Regions from separate parts of the Mus musculus genome. Here region 1 is linked to region 2. The links are chromatin contacts, called in public promoter capture Hi-C maps. All regions are on one chromosome and are shown on one strand. The core of a region is the stretch at or near the end of the contact, and the rest is flanking DNA. Distances in the headings are between cores, read along the strand shown.

Evidence for each region. Capture Hi-C pulls out chosen DNA fragments and counts their contacts.
Region 1: a promoter capture Hi-C map of adipose tissue shows a contact between it and region 2. The contact joins two enhancer-like sites. A contact is called at or near these places in 2 of 39 promoter capture datasets (the C10 cell line and the HPC-7 cell line), 5 of 15 datasets of contacts at CTCF or cohesin (CD8 T cells, the G1E-ER4 cell line, hippocampal excitatory neurons and 2 more), 69 of 484 Hi-C or Micro-C datasets (the 63-12 cell line, B cells, CD4 T cells and 39 more), 16 of 115 datasets of contacts at active chromatin or transcription factors (the 230-238 cell line, CD8 T cells, the HPC-7 cell line and 10 more) and 4 of 9 other capture datasets (adipose tissue, liver, macrophages and 1 more).

Annotation. Positions count from the first base shown.
Region 1 is chr13:107,098,322-107,103,791 of GRCm38.p6, reverse strand. All of the region lies in intron 4 of Gm31452 (a long non-coding RNA gene), which reads right to left. Among named protein-coding and RNA genes, the nearest start is that of Gm41051, 21 kb to the left of the region's middle. Within about 2 kb of position 2,016, at least 105 of the 459 cell types and tissues checked have an H3K27ac peak or open chromatin away from gene starts, as enhancers often do. A contact at or near this core is called in the 230-238 cell line, CD4 single positive thymocytes, CD8 T cells and 9 more, where this site is marked.
Region 2 is chr13:106,994,318-107,000,409 of GRCm38.p6, reverse strand. The region is part of intron 1 of Kif2a (kinesin family member 2A); the gene reads left to right. Among named protein-coding and RNA genes, the nearest start is that of Kif2a, 25 kb to the left of the region's middle. Within about 2 kb of position 1,544, at least 101 of the 459 cell types and tissues checked have an H3K27ac peak or open chromatin away from gene starts, as enhancers often do. A contact at or near this core is called in the 230-238 cell line, CD4 single positive thymocytes, CD8 T cells and 9 more, where this site is marked.

The DNA of each region.
Region 1 (5,470 bases), core at 767-3,266, 100 kb before region 2:
CAACAGATTGGGAAAAGATCTTTACCAATCCTAAATCTGATAGGGGACTAATATCCAATATATACAAAGAGCTCAAGAAGCTGGACTCAGAAATTCAAATAACCCTATTAAAAATGGGGGTTGTGGATGTGCTATTAAGGATCAGCCCTTAGTGAGGCTTTCTTGGGTTAAGGTTCAGGGTCAGGCTCAAAGGTTCTCAAATGAGGTAGGTGGCTATTGTTACTCCCATCAGTCGGGAATAAGACCACCACCACAGTTTAAAACCAAATCGTAAACAATCACACTTTGCAAGGGCTTAAAAAGACAAACCTGCAAGGCTATTGCAATTCCCGTTAAAGGTGAGCATAAACCCAGACGTATTTCCTGCCTATGAATACTCCCGCACCTACATTCAATCAGGGGTGAGAATACATCCTGAGGTATTTTCTGCCCACGAACCTCCGGCCTACCTGTGATCAACCACATCTGGTGCAGGCGAGTGAAACTTGTTTAGAGAAATGAAAACATCAGTAACCTCCGGTGTCTAATTTTCGTTCTCACACTGTGAGGGGGAGCAGCGATGAGGACGCACAGGGTCCATCTGGGCAGGTATGCGCCTGCTCTTGTAGCGCCACACCCATAGGGAAGCAGCTTTGAATGTGAGGGCCACACCCACAGTCTACACTCTTTAGCCTCTGCCTTCCTCCCTACCAATTCAGCTGCTCCCTCCACTTATTTTGTTTCATTTTGCTTTTAATGTTTCCCAACACTGATTCCCCACTATTCTATGTAGCTGAGGATGACTTTAAACTTCTGTCTCTGTCTCCCAAATGCAGGGATGCCATCCATGCTCGGGCACACCAGCTTGCTTGCTTGCTTGCTTGCTTGCTTGCTTGCTTGCTTGCTTGCTACTTTGATTCTGGACTTTTCTGAGTTTCTCTTGTTGGCTGCTGTCTCTGACACATCTGGCTGTCATCCATGAGTGGTCTAACCTCCTGGGCAGATACCCATTATTAGATCTATTTTAAATATGATTGCCTTAGGCCAAGTGACAAATTCCTAATCAGTCGCTCACAGTCAGTTATCGGGATCAGGTGACAGAAGGCCTGCCACTGGGCTCCAGAGGTAAAATCTGCGCATGTCCACTACCGCATCAGTCACAACAGAGTGCAAGTTTTTCTTCACAGTCTAGTTCCCTGCAGGACACTAACCCTAAGACCGGTAATGGCATCTTCCTCTTCACACCTCCAGCACAAAGCTGGTGCCGGGTAGGCTCTCAGTATAGCTCTGTCAAAGTTAATTGAGCCGACAGTAAAAGCAGACAGCCAAATTTGAATCGCAGGGATGATATTTCTCTGCTGCTCAATGAGTGCAAATTACTTGACCTTTCTGAACTTTCTCCTCCTATGTAGGAAGGTCTTTATTGCACGCCACAGAAATCCACTGTTACAGATTTCTTCTCAGATAACAAAAGATAAATGCACTTAATTTACAATATAAAAACCTTCATGATAAATATTAAATAAGACATCGGCATACATGTCGCCTCTCTGGCTGTACCTCTGCCATGTGTTGTAACTATGTGCAAATATGTGTTCCTTCCCATCAGAGGGTCCCAAAGAACGGGATCTGGGCTTCCCTAACTTCTGTATCCTTGTCTCCTCCTACGCTAAAGCTCTGCACAAATTAATAGTGTGAAAGGTCAGCAGATTCAGGTACCGCTTGTACTTAAAATCTTCACATTAGGGTTTTTTGTTGTTGTGTTTTACAAATCAAACACTGGTCGCATGAAGCATCATGCATACATTAAATTCAAATCTATCTATCTTCGACAATTCAGAATGCTGAACAGTTTCTCAGAGCAAATGAAATCGAGGCTCATGGGGATCCAGTCTTTCAGTGTGTGTCTCCATCTACTGTATTTACAGGAGAGTTGCTCCCTCTCAGAGTGACTTTCCTCAGCTTCTCTCTGCGGACAGTCAAGCCGCAGCCCTGGGATACGAGTGCATGTCCTCAGCAGCCACTAGGGGGCAGGCTAGCGTCTCTTGCAGAGTACTTACCCCCAAGGGCAAGTGAGTCTAGAGGAAACAGTAAATACACCAGTTGTGACCGCGTTGTTTCCAAATGGAAAAATACACGCGGGCATGTCCAGATTCTCATTTCGTATTCCTTTCGCTGGATATGTGATCCTTCGGCTCAGCTTACCTCTTGTTTTCTATTTCCTCCTTCCAAGTCTTTCTCCTACGGGTTGCAACAAATGAGCCTTTTTTCCCTTTGAGAGGCTTAACCCACAAAAACAAATCAGGAGGTGACACAAACACTGCATAATTTAGTTAGTGAAGGTTTGATGGCTGAGGTTTCATTTGGGTTTCTCTTAGAATAAAGCCTGATTTTTCTCAAGTTTTTCATGTATTAAACAGCTAGTCAAGATGAAGGGGAGACAGAGATTCAAAGAAACAAAATAAAAACAAACAAACAATGAGCGGGAAAGGGATGGGAGGTCTGTTATAGAGGGAGATCAGAGAATAAACAACTGCTGAAAGATAGCTTCAGAAAAGAAGTTGACCTGAGGGTCCTATTGGTCCATGCCAAGATATCAGCACCAGACAGACAGCTGTCTGCTGCTGGCTGGAACTTCCGCAATTGTGACAGCTGCTTCCTCATCTGGAATGAAAGTGATTTGGACTAGATAATCTTCTAACTCAAAAGTGGGTCTGTGCCAAACGAGGGAAAGCATGGGGTGGGTGTATAAGAAAAACTCTGGGAGACTCTGAGAACAAACAAACCGAGTGCAAAGCCAGAATTATCTACCAGAACACCTGCTTGCAGACACAGTATGTCCTCCCAGATAGAGCTCCGCCCCTACCTTGCCCCTGACCTTCCATCTACTACTGCAAGCCCAGGGGAGGTGGAAGGCCTCTGAGCCCCAGGAACTACGGAACAACGGGACTGGTGTAAGAGAACTGGTGTGGGCTGAGACTCTGAAGGAGACATTTTCAACCCTAAATGACAAACTACTAGCATTCTAACAAGAACTTGCTCTATCCTGGCTAGGGGAATATACACCCCTGGGGACTGGGTCGATCTTCTGTCCTGGGTGGTTTGAGCTGAGCTGCAGGTGTCCCTGTGAACATTATATGACATTTAGGAAAAGCCAGTATCTTTTGATCTTGCCTGCACTGTTGCAATTATACTAATTTCATAGCACCCTAATAGTCAACCAGGCTGTGGTTTCAAAGCTAATACTGTTCTCTAACATCATGATAACCGATTAATTACTATTTACCAAGCTCACATTTTCATGTTAATATTTCTGAGAGCTGTCTCCACATAATCACCATAATTACTGGTGATAGAGCTTCCACCCCTTAAAGTTAGATTACTTATAGCCAGTGTCCTTATAGGTGTAAAATATTACTTTACACATAAAATATACATGTATGTGAAAAAGTCAACATAAACTGCTACAAATTTGCTTCATCTGCAATTTCAAATATGCACCACTAGGGGGATGATGCTATTTAAATGGTCACTCTAGGGCTCAGTTCTAAAATGCAGATTCCTAGGCCTTGCGGACTTAAGAATTTTCTGAGTAGGAGGTTGTAAAATATCTGCCTTTTAAATAAATCTCCGGAGTGAATTTGAGGCATGCTGTCAGATATCAGTAATTAAACTCTTTCTAGCTCGTGTAACTGCCCTGCTCTCTCTCTCTACAGAAAAATTACCATCAAAATGAAATCCACATTTCTCGCAGCGGGCCTCAAGTCCCTATGAGATTAAAACTTAATCAGCTCTCCTAGGACCTCCGATGCTCTTCTCTCGCTGTTCTTTAGAGAAACCTTGGGGCTTTAGAGCGAAGTCGTTCCTCACCTCTAGCCCCCCATCCTCGGGACTGACTTCTTTCTCTTCTTTTGTGAGTCTGATCACCTATCACCTCTCCAGAGAGACTTTTACCCCTACCTCTTGCCTGATGTGTCAACAGCAGCTGGTGGAAGGAAGGCATGGGTTTCTAGAGGAAGACAAAATTAATGCAGACCCTTTCGTAGTCACCAAGCTGAGGCTCAGTGTGTGTGGTGAATGGATTCATGAATAGACATTTATTTTAATGAGCAGAATAATTCTAAGTGAAAAGTGAAACCCTTTCTTGATTAATTCAGCTAATCAATGGTTTTCTAAATATTTCTTTTTTTAAGGTTTTTTTTTTTTAATTTTATGTATGTGAGCACACTGTACTTGTAGAGATGGTTGTGAGCCTTCATGTGGTTGTTGGGAATTGAACTCTTAGAACATCTACTCAGTCCAGTCGGCCCCACTCAATCTGGTCAACTCTGCTCACTCAGTCCCTGCTCGCTCCAGCTCAAAGATTTATTTACTAATATGTATAGGTACACTGTAGCTGACTTCAGACACACCAGAAGAGGGCATCAGATCTCATTATGGGTGGTTGTGAGCCACCATGGGATGGTTGCTGGGATTTGAACTCAGGACCTGCAGAAGAGCAGTCAGTGCTCTTACCCGCTGAGCCATCTCACCAGCCCTAAATATTTCTCTTTATTTTGTGTATATGAGTGTTTTTGCCTACATGCTTGTATGTGCACCTTGTGCATGCTGTAGCCAGAGACCAGAAGATTCATGGATCCCATGAATCTCGGAATTACAGATGATTCTGAGATAGCATGTGGGAGCTGGGAACCAAATTAGTCTGGGTTCTCTGTAACAGCAGCAAGTGTTCTTAACCACTGATCATCTTTGCAGTCAATGGTTTTTTAAACGTTGTTTTCCACATGCAGTTCTTATCAAACCAGCAGTTTTGTGTACCGTGTACTATGCTAGTCACCGACTTAAGGACAAGTTTCACAACACAAAAAGGAAAGTTTATTCACAAGCAGCCCAGCGCCCATAGAAGGGCAAGACTCAACCTGTCTTCCTAAGGATAGCATTTAAGATAGCACTAGGATGAAGAAGTAAGGTGGCTTCAGGCACAGAAAGGTGACTGGAGAGAGGTAAAGCCATCAAGAATCTGAGTACACAAATGAAACTTCATGACACGATCTGAGGACGGGAGCTTTGGATCTGCTAACATCGAAAGACACCTGCGCAAACCCTAATGAAGTCAGTGGTTCCAACAAAAGCAACCTTCAAGCCTTGAAAAGTAATCCAGACAACTATGTCCCATAGGGTTGCTCTGTGCCAAAGCTAGAGAGAGAGAGACTAATAACGTATACTGCTCAGCTGTATTGGCCTCCACACTTTCAATTAAACTCATCTAAATGAAAGCAAGCCAACCTTGAAAGTTGGCCTTTCCCTTAGATTCAGGCACACACTAACTAACTATTGGTTTTAATCAGTGACAGACCACATACACACCAGTGGTCTGATAAGACTATATTGCCTGGTAAGACTGAAGCCATCTTGGTTTGTGTATGTATATTCCATGATGTTTGCACAATAATGAGATCTAAGGACATATCCCTGTCATTAAGCTCTGTGA
Region 2 (6,092 bases), core at 295-2,794:
ACCCTTTAATCCTGACACTTGGGAAGCAGAGGCAGGCAGATATCTTGAGTTTGAGGCTTGCCTGCACTACAGAACAGATAGAACTACACAGGGAAAGCCTGTCTTGAAAAACAAAACAAAGTTAATTGCTTTGACATCTCTAAATGCAGGTCTTTTCTAAGTAAAAACTGACCTAAAACTAAGTTCATTGAATAACTGATTTGATTGAAAGTTGCTCCAGATTTGTTTTTCCTGGCTAAGTTTGTAGAATTTTTTTCTCAAAGGAAGCAGTCCAAGAGATCGAATGCTGAAAAGTCAAGGTATTCGTCTCCTGTGCACTAGGAAATCCATACCAATTATTTGTTACTTTTATCTCTTTAGTCGTCATCATACTTTTAGAACTCATAAACAGACTATCCAAAGAATTGCCGTGCATTGACAATTTAAGAAATGTTTCTATGTCAGGGTTTCTCTGTATAGCCCTGGCTGTCCTGGAACTCACTTTGTAGACCAGGCTGGCTTCGAACTCAGAAATCCTCCTGCCTCTGCCTCCTGAGTGCTGGGACTAAAGGCGTGCGCCACCATGCCCGGTGGCTTTTTTTTTTTTTTTTAATTCTAGGTTTTGTTTGGAGATTGGGTGTTACATAGAGGCTTGACCTCTAACTTGGCTATAGCCAAGGATGACCTTGAACCTCTTGATTTCCTACCATCACCTACCAAGCCCATTTAATTCCAGAGGCTAGGAAAGAGATCTGCCGTTATAAGTCATTCTGAGAGTTTCTGAGATGCCTCAGTGGGTAAAGGTGTCTGCTGCCACACCTAACAGCTGAGTTTGATCTCTGAGATCTACGTGGTAGAAGCAGAAAACAGGCTCCTGCAAGTTGTCCTCTCACTCCACATGGGCGTTGTGGCATGTGTGGATTTTCATGCATAAACACAAATAAAACGTAATAAAGCATTTTAAATGACTTTAGGAGGCCAGGGTAACTGATATCAAATTTTAATACAGTTGCTGTGAGAAAGGAGGATTGTTGACCTATGTCCAAAATAATATTCAGTTCATTTACAACCAGATTCTGTAATAGTTTGATGCTATTAATTTACTTTTTGGAATGGGAAAACTATACAAGCAAGCAAAAAGGCCAAGACAAACTCTTAAGAGCAGTTAGGTGGGAGAGACTGTTTTAGAGTAAAGTAAAGCTCTCATGACAATTGTCTTAGTTAGGGTTTTACTGCTGTGAAGAGACACTATGATCAAGGCAACTCTTGTAAGGACAACATTTAATTGGGGCTGGTTTACAGGTTCAGAGGTTCAGTCCATTATCATCAAGGCTGGAGCATGACAGCATCCAGGCAGGCATGGTACAAGCAGAGCTGAGAGTTCTACGTCTTCATCTGAAGACTGCTAGCAGAATACTGGCTTCCAGGCAGCAAGGATGAGGGTCTTAAAGTCCACACCCACAGTGACACCTATTCCAACAAGGCGGCACCCACTCCAACAGGGCCATACCTTCTAACAGTGCCACTCCCTGGCCCGAGCATATACAAACCATTACAACTGTGTACCTTGGATTCAGAGATAAGGAAGTCAAGTCATGCTTGTGTGCTTCAACTATGAGGAAGTGGTGTTGCAGATAGCCCGAGAAAGTGCTTTATAGGAAATGGTGCTGAACAAGTTGTTTTTCATAAGGACAGGAAAGGAAGTTGGTTACCATATACACCAAGTACCCAGAGATTTAGGACATGAATATGAACGGGTGTGTTATACTTTTGAAGAAAACATAAGAAACTGTCTTAAGTGATCTCAGTCTGCTGAAAAAGTTTATACAAAAGAGATAATTATAAAAAAGTTTGTTCTTAGAGGTATGTGTTGGTAAAAGTGATGAAAGCTTCAGATTGCATGGTTTCCAGTTAATCTGGTCATGTGGCAAAAAGCAAATATCACCTCATCTTGCTACATTTTACTTTCTCTAGAGTTTAGTGTTAGCTGGTGGATCTGGTTGGTTTTGTTTTGTTTTAAACTAGATTTATGCATTAAATTTTTTTTTAATGCGTACTTTGCCTGCATGTATGTCTGAGGGCAACTTGCATGCCTGGTGTCTTTGGAGGCTAGAAAAAGGTATTAGCTCCCCTGGAACGGGAGTTCCAGATGGTTGTAAACCACCATATGGGTGCAGAGCCATCTCTCTAGTCCCCACCTGGCTGTTTAGTATTTTAAGGCTTTCTGCATCTCTGCCTTGGCAATTGGGGTTTCAGATGTCCCAGTGACTTGAAACCAGCTCATGCTGGGTGTTCTTGATTTTCTTTATTTTCTCTTTATTGCCAATCAGTGTAGGCTGTTTCTAGAGGTTCAAGACTTTGCCACTGTGATTTATTGTATGAATACTTCATATTTTGCTTTATATTTCATCACACCTAGTTATTAGTGTAGAAGCCCCTCTTAAAACTTGGGATGTGGAGCCAGGCGTGGTGGCGCACGCCTTTAATCCCAGCACTTGGAAGGCAGAGGCAGGCGGATTTCTGAGTTCGAGGCCAGCCTGGTCTACAAAGTGAGTTCCAGGACAGCCAGGGCTATACAGAGAAACCCTGTCTCGAAAAACCAAAAAAAAAAAAAAAAACTTGGGATGTGGAAATGGTGCAGTAGGAATGGTAAGCAGTAGGAATATTTTTAATGGCATGTGTATTCCATTTTCAGTTGTGTTCATCATGGCATAATTTTACAGACCCAGTCATACTCCTCTGCCCCTACCATAGCCTCTCCACTTCCTGCTGGTTGTTCTTTGTTATCTTGCTCTAAGACAAGTTCTTGCTACATACATACAGTTCAGACTAACCTGGAACTTGCTCTATAGGTCTCAGTTGTAGTCTTCCTGCCTCTGATTTCTGAGTGGCCACTGTGCCCATCAGGGTGGGGTTTTTTCATCAGGGTATCTGGTATCCAGACATACTTTCCTGGGGCCCAGGTTGTTTCCTTTCTTGTTGTTGATGGAACACTGACAATGTCTCTTACCTTTCCCAAAACTTGTTACTATGATTAATGGTTATTATTTTATGAGATTGCCAGGGATGGTAGGGGCAAGGGTAGCTGCTGGGTCAGCCTGTACTCAGGTTTGATAAAGCAGTGATAGATCGTCCCAGGCTGATGGCGACTAGGTTTGCCCCAGGATGACTTCTCATGTCACTCTTGAGACCATTCTCCATTGTCACTTCTGGTTCAACTCATTTTCTGTTTTCATGATCTTGTTAGATGTAGTAGGCACACTGCTTTGGCATCACTAAGGAAGACCTTCTTCCATTGCAGGAGAACAGTTAACTGACGACCTGAGCTTATCAGAAGCTCCACAGTCCTTATCTTTTGGCTGAGTACTGAACATTTAATGGGAAACATGGTGTAGTGGCTATTCCTGGTTGTCAACTTGACTATATTTGGAATGAACTACAATCCAGAATTGGAAGGCTCACCAGTGACCCTATTCTGGAGGCTGGGAGATAGAAGTTTCTGATCTGGATCTTGGTATGGAGATCTTGAGGCATAGAGGCTTTGGATTCCAGAAGATTAAGACAGGGAGATCTTCGAGTTCAAGGTCATCGCATGCTTGCCTTGTGGGACTGAGTAACTGCTAGATCCTTGGACTTCCATTCACAGCTACTACTGAACCATTGTTGGGAATTGGACTGCAGACTGTAAGTCGTCAATAAATTCCTTTACTATATAGAGACTATTCATAAGTTCTGTGACTCTAGAGAACCCTGACTAATACACATAGGTAGCTAGTGTGCCTGTTTAACCCAGGGCAGGACTCCTCTAGTGTAAAGCCCCAAACTGCATTGAGCACAGTCCTGTTTGCTCTGTGGGGAGGTCTGAGGCTTCCTCTGCTTGTTGCTGCTGCATCATGTCAACAACCTTGGCTTCACAGGTGTCAGATTTCCAACATGGCTTTCCATGCCAGTCTTTCTCTTCCTCTTATGTTACAGTAAATCTCGTCTAATCTTTTCTTACTATGTCTCTCAGAGGACCCAGTTGATGCATCCTTCTCTAGTTATTTACCTCATTTCCTCTGATTGAAATGAGGATGTTAAAAAAAATTGCATTTAGTATATTTGTGTATGGGGGAGGCAACTTGTGGGAGTTGCGTCTTTCCTTCTATCATGTGGATCCCAGGAATCAAGCTCACGAGCTCAGGGCATCAGACTTGGTGGCAAGTGCCTTAACATGCTGAGCCATCTCCTCCAACCATTCTTTCTCAACTTGTCTGTTTTGGTTCTCCCCATTATTTCATAGTGATTGTCTCTCTCCATCTGGGAGTCCTGCTTCCGCTCTAGTGCCCACTGGGAGAGAATGGCAACGCCTACTCAGTTGTTTTCACACCGCTGACGTTTAAGTCCTTCACTTAGCGTTTTTCAGAGGAGAGATAATAGAGACAGTATTGTCTGAGATGAGATCAGTCAGTAGTCACTCTAGTAAGGGATAAATGAAGTTAGAGGTTATAAGATCAGGTAGTTTTTTTAAGGGGGAGGTGGTTATTAAAAGAGTTATTGGCTGGGCATGATGGTGCAAGCCTTTAATACCAGCACTTGGGAGGCAGAGGCAAGAAGATAAACTGAGTTTGAGGCCCACCTGGTCTGCATAGCAAGTTCCAGGCTAGCCAGGGTAACAGTAAGATGCTGTTTTATTAGTTAGTTAATTGATAGACTAACATTTTGTCCTTTACTCCGAATGGGCACTGTTGAAAGACTTTTGAGCAAAAATGTGACTCTGTGCATGTGTGCGTGTGTGAGGATTTGTGTACGTGTGTATGCCACCCAGTAGAGTTGGTGATTTATTTGGTAGTGTAAAGAAAGTGGAGACGATTTCACCCTCCCTCCACTTGATTCCCCAAAGACAGGGTCTCAGCCTGGACCTGAGCTTGGATCCAGCAAGCCTGCTACCACTCCATGGCCAACAGTGTTAGGTTCACAGGTACATGACCATACTTTGCTTTTTATATGAGTTCTAGGGATTTGAACTCAGGTTCTTCGGCTTATACAGCAAGTGCTCCAGCCTTCCTGTTTATTTTTGTTTTGTTTTTGTTTTGTTTTGAAATAAGTTCCTATCTGACCTGGAGCTCAGGCTGTTCTCAGACTTGCAGTAATCCCTGTGTGTCAGTTTCCCTAGTGCTGATACTACAAACATGCACTGCTATACTCAGCTATAATTAAGTTTAAACCAAAATCATGGTGGTTAATGTGTGGAGAACAGAATGGAGGGAAAAATGGTCAGAAATGGACACTAGTTGAGAGAGTATTACAGTCATATCATACAGTGATGCAAATCTGTCTTTGGCTGTTTTTGTCTTTTGGTAGCTTCATACATCCATACAGTGGATTTTGTTCATTCTCTTACACATCCCTTCTACTTTGCTGTCATCCTCCTCTACTGTTAAATCACTCTTCCCAACAAGTCACCTCCCCCTGTTTCCATGTCTTTCTGTGTGAATGACTCACTGAGTGAACCAGAGTTGTAACAAGACAGCGATAGCTACAACCAAGTAGTAGAATTAGAATTAATGCTTAGTATTGACCATAGAGAAGAATAAAGTCTTGCGGTTGGAAACCTAAGTGGAAGGCAGTTTGTTGTGTTTATCTTTTGTGTGTGTGTGTGTGACTCACACACACATGAGCACTTACAAAGTTGTCTGGAGTTGGAGTTACAGTTTGGAGCCACCTGCTATGGGTGCTGCAAGTGCTCTTAACTGGTGTGCTGTCTCTGTAACCCTTAATTACACTCAGTAAAGGAGTAGCTAAATCATGCTGTCTGTGGAACTGATAAAATGAACAGCCTAGCTTGTGTGTGTGTGTGTGTGGTGGAAGCAGCAGTTTGTGTGTGTTTAAAAAATAACAAAAACCAAATGTGGTGTGCATATTTCTGTAATCCTAGCACTTAAGAAGCACGACTGGGAAACTGGAGATCAGATATTCAGAGTCATACTCAGCTGCACAGTAAATTCAAATACCCTGTCTCCATCAGTGTATCAGTTGCTGTATTAGTCAGGGTTCTCTAGAGTCACCAACCATATGGAATAGCTCTATATTGAGGGAGTTTATTATGATGACTTACAGTCTGTAGTCCAACT